2 separate regions of the Danio rerio genome follow, and region 1 is linked to region 2. A link is a contact called in public Hi-C data. All regions are on one chromosome and are shown on one strand. Each heading gives the region's core, a stretch centred on a gene start, on an enhancer-like site or on the middle of the called end of the contact. The rest is flanking DNA. Distances are from core to core; before and after follow the strand shown. Region 1 holds the start of cdin1 (CDAN1 interacting nuclease 1). Region 2 holds the start of meis2a (Meis homeobox 2a).

Region 1 (5,444 bases), core at 1,542-4,041, 240 kb before region 2:
TGTGGCTCCTTACACACACTGGATTACAGCAGAGACGTTTAGTCCCGACTGTTATCACACTCTTACAGCACAGCACGACCACAGGAGCCATCTCTACACACATACACACACACACACATACACACGCACACACGCACGCACACATGCAGGCACGCACGCACACGCATCATATATTTAGTGTATTGCCTTATTGTTTAAACAGACGTGTACAAAACTGTTTATGTTTAATATAATATATTATATTTTAAGTTACCCACCCACCCCCTTCCATAAACCCAACCCACAGCGTTTTCAAAAGCACCGATAGACCCGCCCACCTCCTTCCCTAAACCCAACCGACAGTGTTTTTAAAGGCACTGATTGACCCGCCCACCCCCTTCCCTAAACCCAACCGACAGTGTTTTCAAAAGCAATGCAGAGAAAGAAAAGTCCTCATCTGATTTTGACCACATTTTCAGATTTTACCACGTTCTCACCCTGTTATTTGCTTGTTTATTTATTATTTTGGCCTTTGTTTTTGTCTTACCTGCTTTCTGGAACCGTTCTTCACTGGACTTGAACCCTTTCGTTACAGTCAACTCCTCTCTGCATGTCAAGTCTGCCAAACTACGCGGCGAGCCACTGGGCAAACTGGTAACAGTGGAAAAGCCGATCACATGGAGGCAAAATTGTGTATCTTCATCATATATTGAACATCAGCATATCTTTCTAATGGAAATTTTGGAGTAAAAGGATCTTATAAACATAAGGAACATTATTTTTAAGAGCACAGAGCTGGCTTTCATTTGCCGAAATGCAATTTACCAGTCTGAGGTGAAACTATAGTGAGGTTTATTTGAACACGCTGCTTTATGTGAGCAGAATTACAGACTTATATTGTGAATAATAGTGAATCAGCACGCCGTCAGAATGCAATGGATCAAACTTACATAAAGAGTGTCCAGTTGTGCCTCCAGACAGATTCTGAGGGCTGAAAGGAGAAAAAGAAACTAGAATTAAAATGCATTAACACAGTGAGAGGTTTAACAGAGCTCTGAAACACATTCACTGACCACTGCGGCACATTTATGATGTGAAACAAACACAAATCTGACTGACAGGTGTTAAGCATGCGTCAGGAAATGTTCAACCAAATTAAACCTTTATATCTTCATATTATATTCATATTTCTATATTGCCAACGGTCACTTTGATTATCAGACTGTTTGTATCAAATGCTGAATGTGTCAGTTTCTTAGTATAATGATATTATGATAATTATGTAAATTAAGCTTCCATTTATGAATTTTTTAAAGATGAATATATATATATATATATATATATATATATATATATATATATATATATATATATATATATATATATATATATATACTCAATAGCAATGCAGTTACTACTCATTTCTAAGGTAATACTGTATTATTGTTATTTAATTGACCTGAGCTGAAAAAACTAGCAATAATATACATGTACTAACTAATAATGTATTACTAACCTTAAATAACGGGAAAAAAACATTTCATGTTAATGCATTTATACTCATATCTAAGGTTAAACTGAATGTTAATGTCATTTAATTTGTCTGAGCTGACAAAAGCTAATAATAATATTCATGTACTAATTAATACAAAATCACGAATGTGACGAATGTGACTTAAATTTACTTAATGCTACTGCATTTATTACTCGTATTTAAGGTTATACTGTATGGTAATGTTATTTAACTGACCTGAGATAGAAAAAAACTAGCAATAATCTACATGAACTAACTAATAAAGTATCACTAACGTTTCAAAATTGAAAAAACACTTTATGTTACTGCATTTATTACTCATATTTAAGGTAATTTCAGTATTGTTTTCACTAGTAGAATACATTATTTTAATAATTTGTATATAGGTTGTATATGTTATGTTATTTGTTGTCTCTGTCACGGACATAAGCTAACAAAAACTAGCACTAATCTACATGTACTAACTAATAAAGTATTACTAATGTTAAATACTTAATGTTACTGCATTTATTACTCATATTTAAGGTTATACTGTATATTAATGTTTTTTAACTAACAAAAACTAGCAATAATCTACATCTACTAATCAATAAGTATTACTAACATTAAATAACTGAAAGGTACTTAATGATACTGCATTTATTACTCACATTTAAGGTGATTTCAGCATTGTGTTCACTAATAGAATACATTATAATAATAATTTGTGTATAAGTGGTATATGTTATGTTATTTCTTGTATCTGTTACAGACCTAAGCTAATGGAAACTAGCAATACACATTAATAAACATCATTTTTATTAACTAATGTTAACATGCAAAGCTGTTAAGATGTTTTCATCTCATTGTAAATGTGACGTCAGGCTACAAGTAACGCTTATGTAACGCTTACATTAATGTAACGTTAGTTTATTATTATTGTGTGACGTCAGCCTTCGCTACTAATACGCGCTCATGAACGGCTGTAGCGTAATTATACTTACAACAATGAAGCGATATGATTAAACTAAACTATCTGATTGTAAACTGAAAGTGAAAGACATCATTTGTTAAGTTATTCCCCGTTACGAGTGACTTATTCTTCATAGCGCGTTATAATAAGCCCATCATTGAAGTATTTCTCCTCAGCATCACACAGGAGGCTCACCATCGCAGTCCTCCAATCGCCGTCCGCTATACTCAATGACAACAGTCACCGTGGGCAATCAGGAGCGTGTTTACATTGATCTGCCGTTTGAACGCGTTCGCGGGAGTTGACTAGGAAGTGACGCTGTTCGGTCGCGTGTGCTGCAGAACTGGAGCTTGTACAGTGTTATTGGTGCTGTTTGTGTTGCAGAGTTGTGAAATATGGATGCAGTGTCAGGCGGCAGCGCCACAGGAACAGGTAAAGTACTAATATACAGTACTGCTGCACTGCGTGTGTGTTATGATCTGTCAGTGTGTGGTTGTGTGTGTTTGTGTGTGTGTGTGAAAGTGTGTGTGTATGTTATGATCTGTCAGTGTGTATGTGTGTTGGTATTATGCTCTCTGTGTGTTATGATTTGTATGTGTGTCTATTTGTGTGTTATAGTGTGTGTGTTTACGTTTCTCTCTTTTGTGTTTGTTTGACAATCTCTATGTGTGTATGTGTGTGTGTGTGTGTGTGTGTGTGTGTGTGTGTGTGTGTGTTTGTTATGAGCTGTTTATGTGTCTGTCTGTGTGTGTTATGATCTCTGTGTAAGTTTATATTTGTGTGCGTGTGTGTGTGTGCGTGTGTGTGTGTTTGTGTTACTTTTTCTGTATGTGTTAGTGTGTGTGTGTGTGTGTGTGAGTGTGTTTGTGTTAGTGTGTGTGTGTGCGTGTGTGTGTGTTTGTGTTACTTTTTCTGTATGTGTGTGTGCGTGTGTGTGTTTGTGTTAATGTGTGTGTGTGTGTGTGTGTTTGTGTTACATTTTCTGTATGTGTTAGTGTGTGTGTGTGTTTGTGTTAGTGTGTGTGTGTTTGTGTTGCGATCTCTGTATGTGAGTGTTAGTGTGTGTATGTTATGATCTCTTTATGTGTTTGTGTGTGTTTGTGTATTATGATCTGTGTTTGTGTGTGTGTGTGTGTTATGATCTGTGTGTGTGTGTTTGTATGTATGTGTGTTTGTGTAATGATCTGTGTTTGTATATTTGTGTGTGTGTTATGATCTGTGTTTGTATTTGTGTGTGTGTGTTATGATCTGTGTGTGTGTGTGTGTGTGTGTGTTTGTGTAATGATATGTGTGTGTGTGTTATAATCTGTGTTTGAACTTGTGTGTTTGTGTTATGATCTGTGTTTGTGTGTGTGTGTGTGTGTTATGATCTGTAAGCGTGTGTGTTATGATTTCTGTGTGTGAGTAAAAATATCAGTATCCTCTTATCACAAGTACTCAACAACAATATTGCAACTATTTACATTGGCAATCAGACTAAAGTGTGTGTTTGTGTGTTTGTTTGCGCGTGTGTGTGCGCATCTGCAGGTGAACAGGTGAATAATCTGAGGATCTGCAGGGCAGAATACAGGAGCATCAGCAGGTTTGTGGAGCAGCTGCGTCCCACACGGCAGTGCATGAAGACCCTGCAGACGCACTTCACACAGTAAGAGCATCTGCGTTTTACACACACACACACACACACACACACACACACACACACACACAACTTTTCAAAGAACTTGCTGTCTTGCTGGACTTTAAAGAGGGATTAATATTATGGCCTAATTAATTCATACCAGCCTTTAAGAAAGTATTCACTTTCACTGCTACTACAGCAAAATGAAGGTAATGATGACGCTCAAGTTTTAAATGCTGTGCAGAAACACAACTTTAGTACTGTATGTGCAACAATGCGCTGTGTTTACAACACTGGAGTCTGTATTCTCCATGTTCAATCACTCACTCTCTCAGGATTTATCATGTCTTTGAGGTTTTGTTTTGGCAGATTGCTGGAGAAATGCTGTGAGCTGCACTTGTGTAACTTATCATGAGTGTGTGATTCTACTGTGATGCTATTTCTTTTACATGTTCGGGTTTTGCTTTTTCCAATATTTTGGTTTAAGATGTCTGCAATGTCTGATATATTTGCACCATCATAACACACAGATGAGGTGAAGACAATCCCTCCTGTAAAATGTACTGTAAATAATTCTTTAAATTCTTTCTGGTTTAACGGAGAGAAAACTTTTCCAACACATTTTAAACATGACCGTATTAATAACTGATTTATAATAATGCATGGATTTTGGTGACAGTGCATACTATTTCACTAGTTACTTTGCAAGACACTAGTATTCAGCTTAAAGTGACGTTTAGAGACCTAAATAGGTTAATTAGGTTAGGCTATTAAATGTATAAGACTGGTTTGTTCTGTAGATCAGTGTTTCGCAACCACGTTCCTGGAAGACTACCGGCTTTTCCCATGTCTCCTTCACTCAACACACCTGATTCAGATTGTCTGCTCATTAGCAGAGACTGAAAGGCCTGGGGCCTCATGTACGAAGACTTGCGTGGAAATCTTACTAAAACATTGCGTACGCACAAAGCTGTAAATGTGCGTACGCAGAAAAAAATTCAGATGTATGAAACACTGCGTACGCCGAATCTCACGCATATTCTTTTGTACATCTGAATGAACGTGAAACTGAGCGCAACATGCACGAGCACAAAACCCCTCCCTGCCTCCTCCCCCGTATGAATATGCTAATGACTATGCTAATGGCAAAACCCAACGAAAAAGCAACGACAAAAGCAAGCAAAAAGAGAAACTTTGAACAGAATGTGGATTGGAGGTGCTGCTTTCGGAGGTAGACCGGAGAAAAGCGGTGTTATTTGCAAGTTTGTTCTCCGGAATTAACAACAAAAGAAAAAAATAGAGTGGGAGAGTTTAACAGATGCGGTTAACACAGTTGGGTCTGAACATCGCACTGAGTGCAT
Region 2 (5,136 bases), core at 2,178-4,677:
ATTAAAGCAGGTAACTATAGGCTATTCATGCACACCCCGTAAAAAAATACGTGAATATTAATTCAAATAACCGTAAATTAAATTTCGACACACAAAATGCAGGAATGAACTTGCATGTTTAGCGTTGACATTATCAAAATGATAACATTCAGAATACACGGCGTTCGGATGGAAATATTCGCGTCTATAATTATAGCTACACTCTGAGATGTTAAGTAGCCTGCGTATACAGTGTGTGGCAATTTAAACAATTGCCTTTCCCGATTTTAAATCGATTAATTTAATGCACTTTAATGGAAGTTAACAGATGCTCAGATGCTCAAATCTGCTTTAATTCTCTCAGCAGGCTTGATCTGCTGCTCTCTGAATATCCCACAGGACGCTCCATATCAACTACACGACGCGGAAAACTTTCTGTTTCCCCAACATTTAACTTACACAACACCGAGATCAACGCGTTTACACAAAGCCGGGAATTTAATGACAAGATTCAGAGAATTCACAGTAATGGAGTCTATAAAACGGACTCAAACCACAACAAAAAAAAATCAATAAGAGACAATTAATGCACAATAACAACATCATCATCGTCGTCCTGGCAAACTAAAGAGAGACACATTATAAAAAGACTACCCAGTACTGCCCGCATAACATATTAATAATACAGCTATAAAATAGCACGTTAATTTGTTTTATCACAACTATAAACAACAATGTTATTATTTGCAAAGCAACAAATTAATACAAAACACAAAATCGCATTTAAATACACAAGCCACAAGTTCAGGGAAAAAAGCCCGAAACTACTTTTAGCATTTATCTCATCCATATCAGCCACTCGAATGCCATTTGTGCGTATATACACAATTCCGTGCACAACAATTAAACAATTAAAGCTTCCAGTTACTTACATGATCGGCTAAGTTGGTCGAAGATCCCGAGAGTTCCTCGTGGTCTGATTTTGAGCTGCCATCCCGTTCATCAATCACTAAATCTATGGGCATTTTTCCTTTCAAACAACTAATGTACCGATGGCAGAAATTGTCGCAGAGTTCGTGCACCTTGAGAAGAGAACAAAAATAAAACCTCTGTCAGTAGCCGCTCCAGAAATAAGCACAATTAAAGGACATCGTGAGTAAAGACGGGGAAACAATAGAGAAATTGTAGCAATGCTTATTATTCTCCTGAGACTCCAGCAACAAGTTAATCGACAAAAACAAACACTACAGCTTGACAATAAGACATATGAACGCGCTGGACATAATTTAGCAGAAAGTATAAAAATAAATTAATTTAATAAATACGAATTATTATATATTATATATTATTTTAAAATCAAAGATAATTTTAACATGGTTTTAATAGCAATCTAAATTTGTCCAAGATTATAATTGAATTTGAGCATCAAAATATAACATCTGAATCGTTCAATTAAAATAAAACACACCACAAAATCACAGTAAATTCGCCGGAAATATTTCTGAAAACACATAAATCCAAATAATTAAATGATTACCTTTTCTAACTCCAAAAGATGAAACCGTAATACTTGTATGGCTTGTATCATCTGTGGAGAGAAACCCAAGCTGTTAGCCGTGTCAATTCTTTGCATTTGAAATTTACATTTAATTATTTATTTTTTATTTTGAACATGCATTTTAATTTTTAATATTCGTTGCGTTATATTACAGTGCACAAACTTATCCAACCCCAAAAATAAAATGACATAAAAATAAGTAATGTTAAAAATAATCAGTAATGTGGCGGAGAAATAACAAGCAATTATTTTTGGATGTTAAATAAATCGCCGCTATATTAACTGGCCTGCGTGAAAGTGTTAACGGTGATATCAACCCCATAATGAGTGACTTATTTCACACTAATATTCCCCACTCCAGACCGCTGTGAGGGTCCCACTTCAAACAATCCTGTCACACATCAAAAATCCTCGTATTTGCTTTTACTATCTCCAAATCCGACGAAAGAAAATAATAAAAAAAATACTAAAGATAGTCTCTTCTTAAAGACAGTCTGATTTGTGTCCTTACCAAATTATCCAATTCTGGATTCGAAGAAAATAAAGGTTTTTCAGCGCGGACCTAAAACACACACACACACACACGGGAATGGAGGTTAATAGCAATCGATGTGCAGCAATTCAATAGTAAGATTTTAATTATGCATTAAAATTCAAATCGTTGCTAATCTGGTTTAAGTGTAGAAAAAGCGCCGATTTAATGCGGCTACTTAGAACTTCCAAGTGTAAACAAAACAGAAAGTCTTCGGGTGGAAGTGTTGCAGCGCGTATGGACCTGTTTGGCGAAGACAGCGATGTCCTCGTTGAAGGAGTCCGAGGAGCAGACGTCTCCGCCGGCCACCCCGGGCTCGCGGGGAGTGCATGTGGCCAGCTCGCACTTCTCGAAGACCAGAGCCAGGAGAGGAAACAGAGGATGGCTGCAGAAACAACAACACGCCAGCCTTTTAGATCTCAGCCATGTCAATGCACAGAGCAATAATGAGCAAAAACAGACACGCGAAACAATCAGTAATAATTCTGCAGAACTCGGAAGTCTCGAAATCGCGTCGGGGTTTGGCGATCTGAGCAGATTTGAACTTAAAGCGAATAAAAGTTTGTTGAGGCGATTCTGAAATAAATCAAAGTCCAAAGCGTGGATTCGCTCCCAAAATCCCGAGGAGAAAAGTTCCTCGAAGCTGCGGGGAAAACGTTAGCAGAAATCGAAGCGGCTCTGGAGTCCGCGGATCCGATTTTAATGCGGAACTCACCCGTAAATTTGATCTTTATCCCTCTTTAACACGTCGTTGACAGCTGAGCCCATGCTGGTGGGCATGACATTGGGATGGGGGGCATGTGTGCCGTAATGCTGGCTGGCGTGGAGCGGCGGTCCGTGGTTCAGATGGTGGACCTGCGGGAGCGGCCGAGGCGCGTGTGGATCCCCGTACATCCCGACCCCGTCCATGCCGCCGTAGTGAGCCAGCTCATCGTACTGCAAGAGAAGCAGAAAGTCAGCAAGAGCACAGAAAAAAGGAGACAAAGAAGCGAAAGTGTGCGAAAACGCGAGGAAAGTCGTGCAGTTTGCCCGTAATTACCAAAAACATGTTGAAGTTGTAAAAGCGCAGCGAGCAAAAGCAGGAGCCCGGAGCTCAGGATATTCCCAGCAAAGTGCGTCAGGCTCAAGTAGTTTTGCGCGTGCGGCGACAGTCGAGGCCTGTGATAGATAGTGCATTGGTGGAGGTGAGTGTTGGAGATTTTAAACCTACCCTTTGCGCCATCAGCCTGCGCTCCAATAAACCTCTGGATCTGTGTCGTAGATTTAATTTCCCAGTCCGCTCACAAACTCATGCGCCGCAAAGATGCCCCCTTTTTCGAGCCGAATTCTCTCCTATTCTCCAACACGGACGAGCGCGGGCATCGGGAAGAGTTTTGCAATTATTCTTCTTTTCCTCTTTGCCCCCCAGAAAAGAAAGGGAAAAAAAAAGTCAAGCACCAAACTGAAGGTTACAGCCGGCCCATCAACAACCTGCATGTAACTAAACTGTCGTGTCTCATGGCTTTTTGCCACTCCAGCTGTCAATCAAAGCCAGAGGTTGTCAAGGTAATGAATGAATGATGGTTGGTGATGATGTTCGGGAGAGGATGAATCTTTTTAGAGCCCCGTTTTCATCCCACAAGTCCCTGTCTCCTTTATGCCTCCGGTCCGCTTTCTTGTTTTATTACTACCACTACCACTGCTGGAGTGTAGCGAGGAGGATTTAGACGAGGAAAAAAGAGGGAAAAAGAGAAGAGTTTTTGAAAAGAGAAATGCGGCGGTCTCGTGCGCGGTCGGAGATGAGTGAGTGTCAGTGAGTGTTGGCAGGTCGGCCGCTCGCTCGCTTATAGAACACAGTGAGTTGAGCTGCGCGCATCGGCGGGAGAATGAAATGACGGAAGCCGGAAGTGGCGCTGAGCACAGCCAGTCCTGCACGAGCTCCACGCCAAAGCCTGCGCGAGAGGCGAGCGTCCAGTGCGCGAGGGGGGAGCCACGCACAAAATCCCACTCACAGAAAACGCGCTCAGAAAAAGACGCGACAGTGCGCTGGGCAGGCGGCCAACGCGTTATTAAAACTGCGCTGTTATTGCGCCTGGAGAAAACAAAGTCTTGCGCACTTTGCGCGTTTTAAAACTACAACTGCAGCTAGATATCAAGTGTCACACTCACAACGAGCCACCCCCCCCCCCCCTCTTTTTTATCTAGACAACTAAACTTTTCCAAAGCTGCATCAACTCCTCGGGAATGTCTTTAGTCACAAAAATTGAAACGCGAGCCGCGCGCGCTCCTCAATTATCAAAGAGATCATCAATCATTAGGAACTCTGAAGTTTCAGAGGAGGAGCGATGATATTGATTGTGCTACAGATGGCCCCTAAACACCACAAACAGACCCTTAAAACACCGCTCCTCATCAATGATCATATAGCCAGCCTGCGTGTGCATATCGCCGCGCGCGCGTGACATCATCATCATCCTATCGATCCGCGTTTATGCATAAATGTCTACATTTAGCGCTTGTTTTGTTGTCCAAATTAACAATTTGCGGGTTAGTGGAGCAGAGCTCGGCGGCAGAGAGGTCAGCACAAAAGCCGACGCCTCGACTTTTTAATCAAGCCGGCAATTAAAAAGAGGATTTTCGTAAATGCAACAACTGAACTCTGTTTATGACAGAGGGGAGGGAAGAGCATGCACGGGGAGAAAGTGCACGGGTTCACTGTGCAATAGCGACTGCAGTGGACACAGAACGCGTGCATGTCTGACCACTGCTTTAGCGCGAGGACGACCGGAGAAACGCACGCGGTAAGTCCAACGCAAACACACAGAAAGCTGAGGACGAGCGCGGCGCATTCTGCTCAACCACACAACCTCTTCTGGAAATTATATATAAAAAATGCTTTATGATCATTTATTTATGTATTATTATTATTGTTATTATTATTATTATTATTATTATTATTATTTCAACAACTTTAAAAATAAGTACAATTCTAAATAAGTACAGCTATAATAAATGTAAATATAATTTACAAGAACTATTAAATGTTGTGCATGCTTTCCAACAAGTGAAATAATACTTTTTCATGCCT

What was found. A called contact is a pair of places that touch in the nucleus more often than the background predicts.
Region 1: a Hi-C map of hematopoietic stem cells shows a contact between it and region 2, with 2.1 times the contacts expected there. The contact joins the promoter of cdin1 here to the promoter of meis2a in region 2. A contact is called at or near these places in 2 of 18 Hi-C or Micro-C datasets (embryo and hematopoietic stem cells) and 2 of 4 datasets of contacts at active chromatin or transcription factors (embryo and gastrula embryo).

What each region holds. Positions count from the first base shown.
Region 1 is chr17:59,193,794-59,199,237 of GRCz12tu, reverse strand. It overlaps cdin1 (CDAN1 interacting nuclease 1), which reads left to right and starts at 2,791. Exons shown (of 13, transcript NM_001076722.1): 1 at 2,791-2,897; 2 at 3,993-4,110. The coding sequence starts at 2,861. LOC141378393 (a long non-coding RNA gene) reads right to left here and starts at 2,678. Exons shown (of 5, transcript XR_012392955.1): 1 at 2,497-2,678; 2 at 930-970; 3 at 527-630.
Region 2 is chr17:58,954,557-58,959,692 of GRCz12tu, reverse strand. meis2a (Meis homeobox 2a) reads right to left here and starts at 3,427. Exons shown (of 13, transcript NM_131896.1): 1 at 3,280-3,427; 2 at 2,785-3,005; 3 at 2,313-2,454; 4 at 2,049-2,099; 5 at 1,517-1,567; 6 at 912-1,061. The coding sequence starts at 3,291.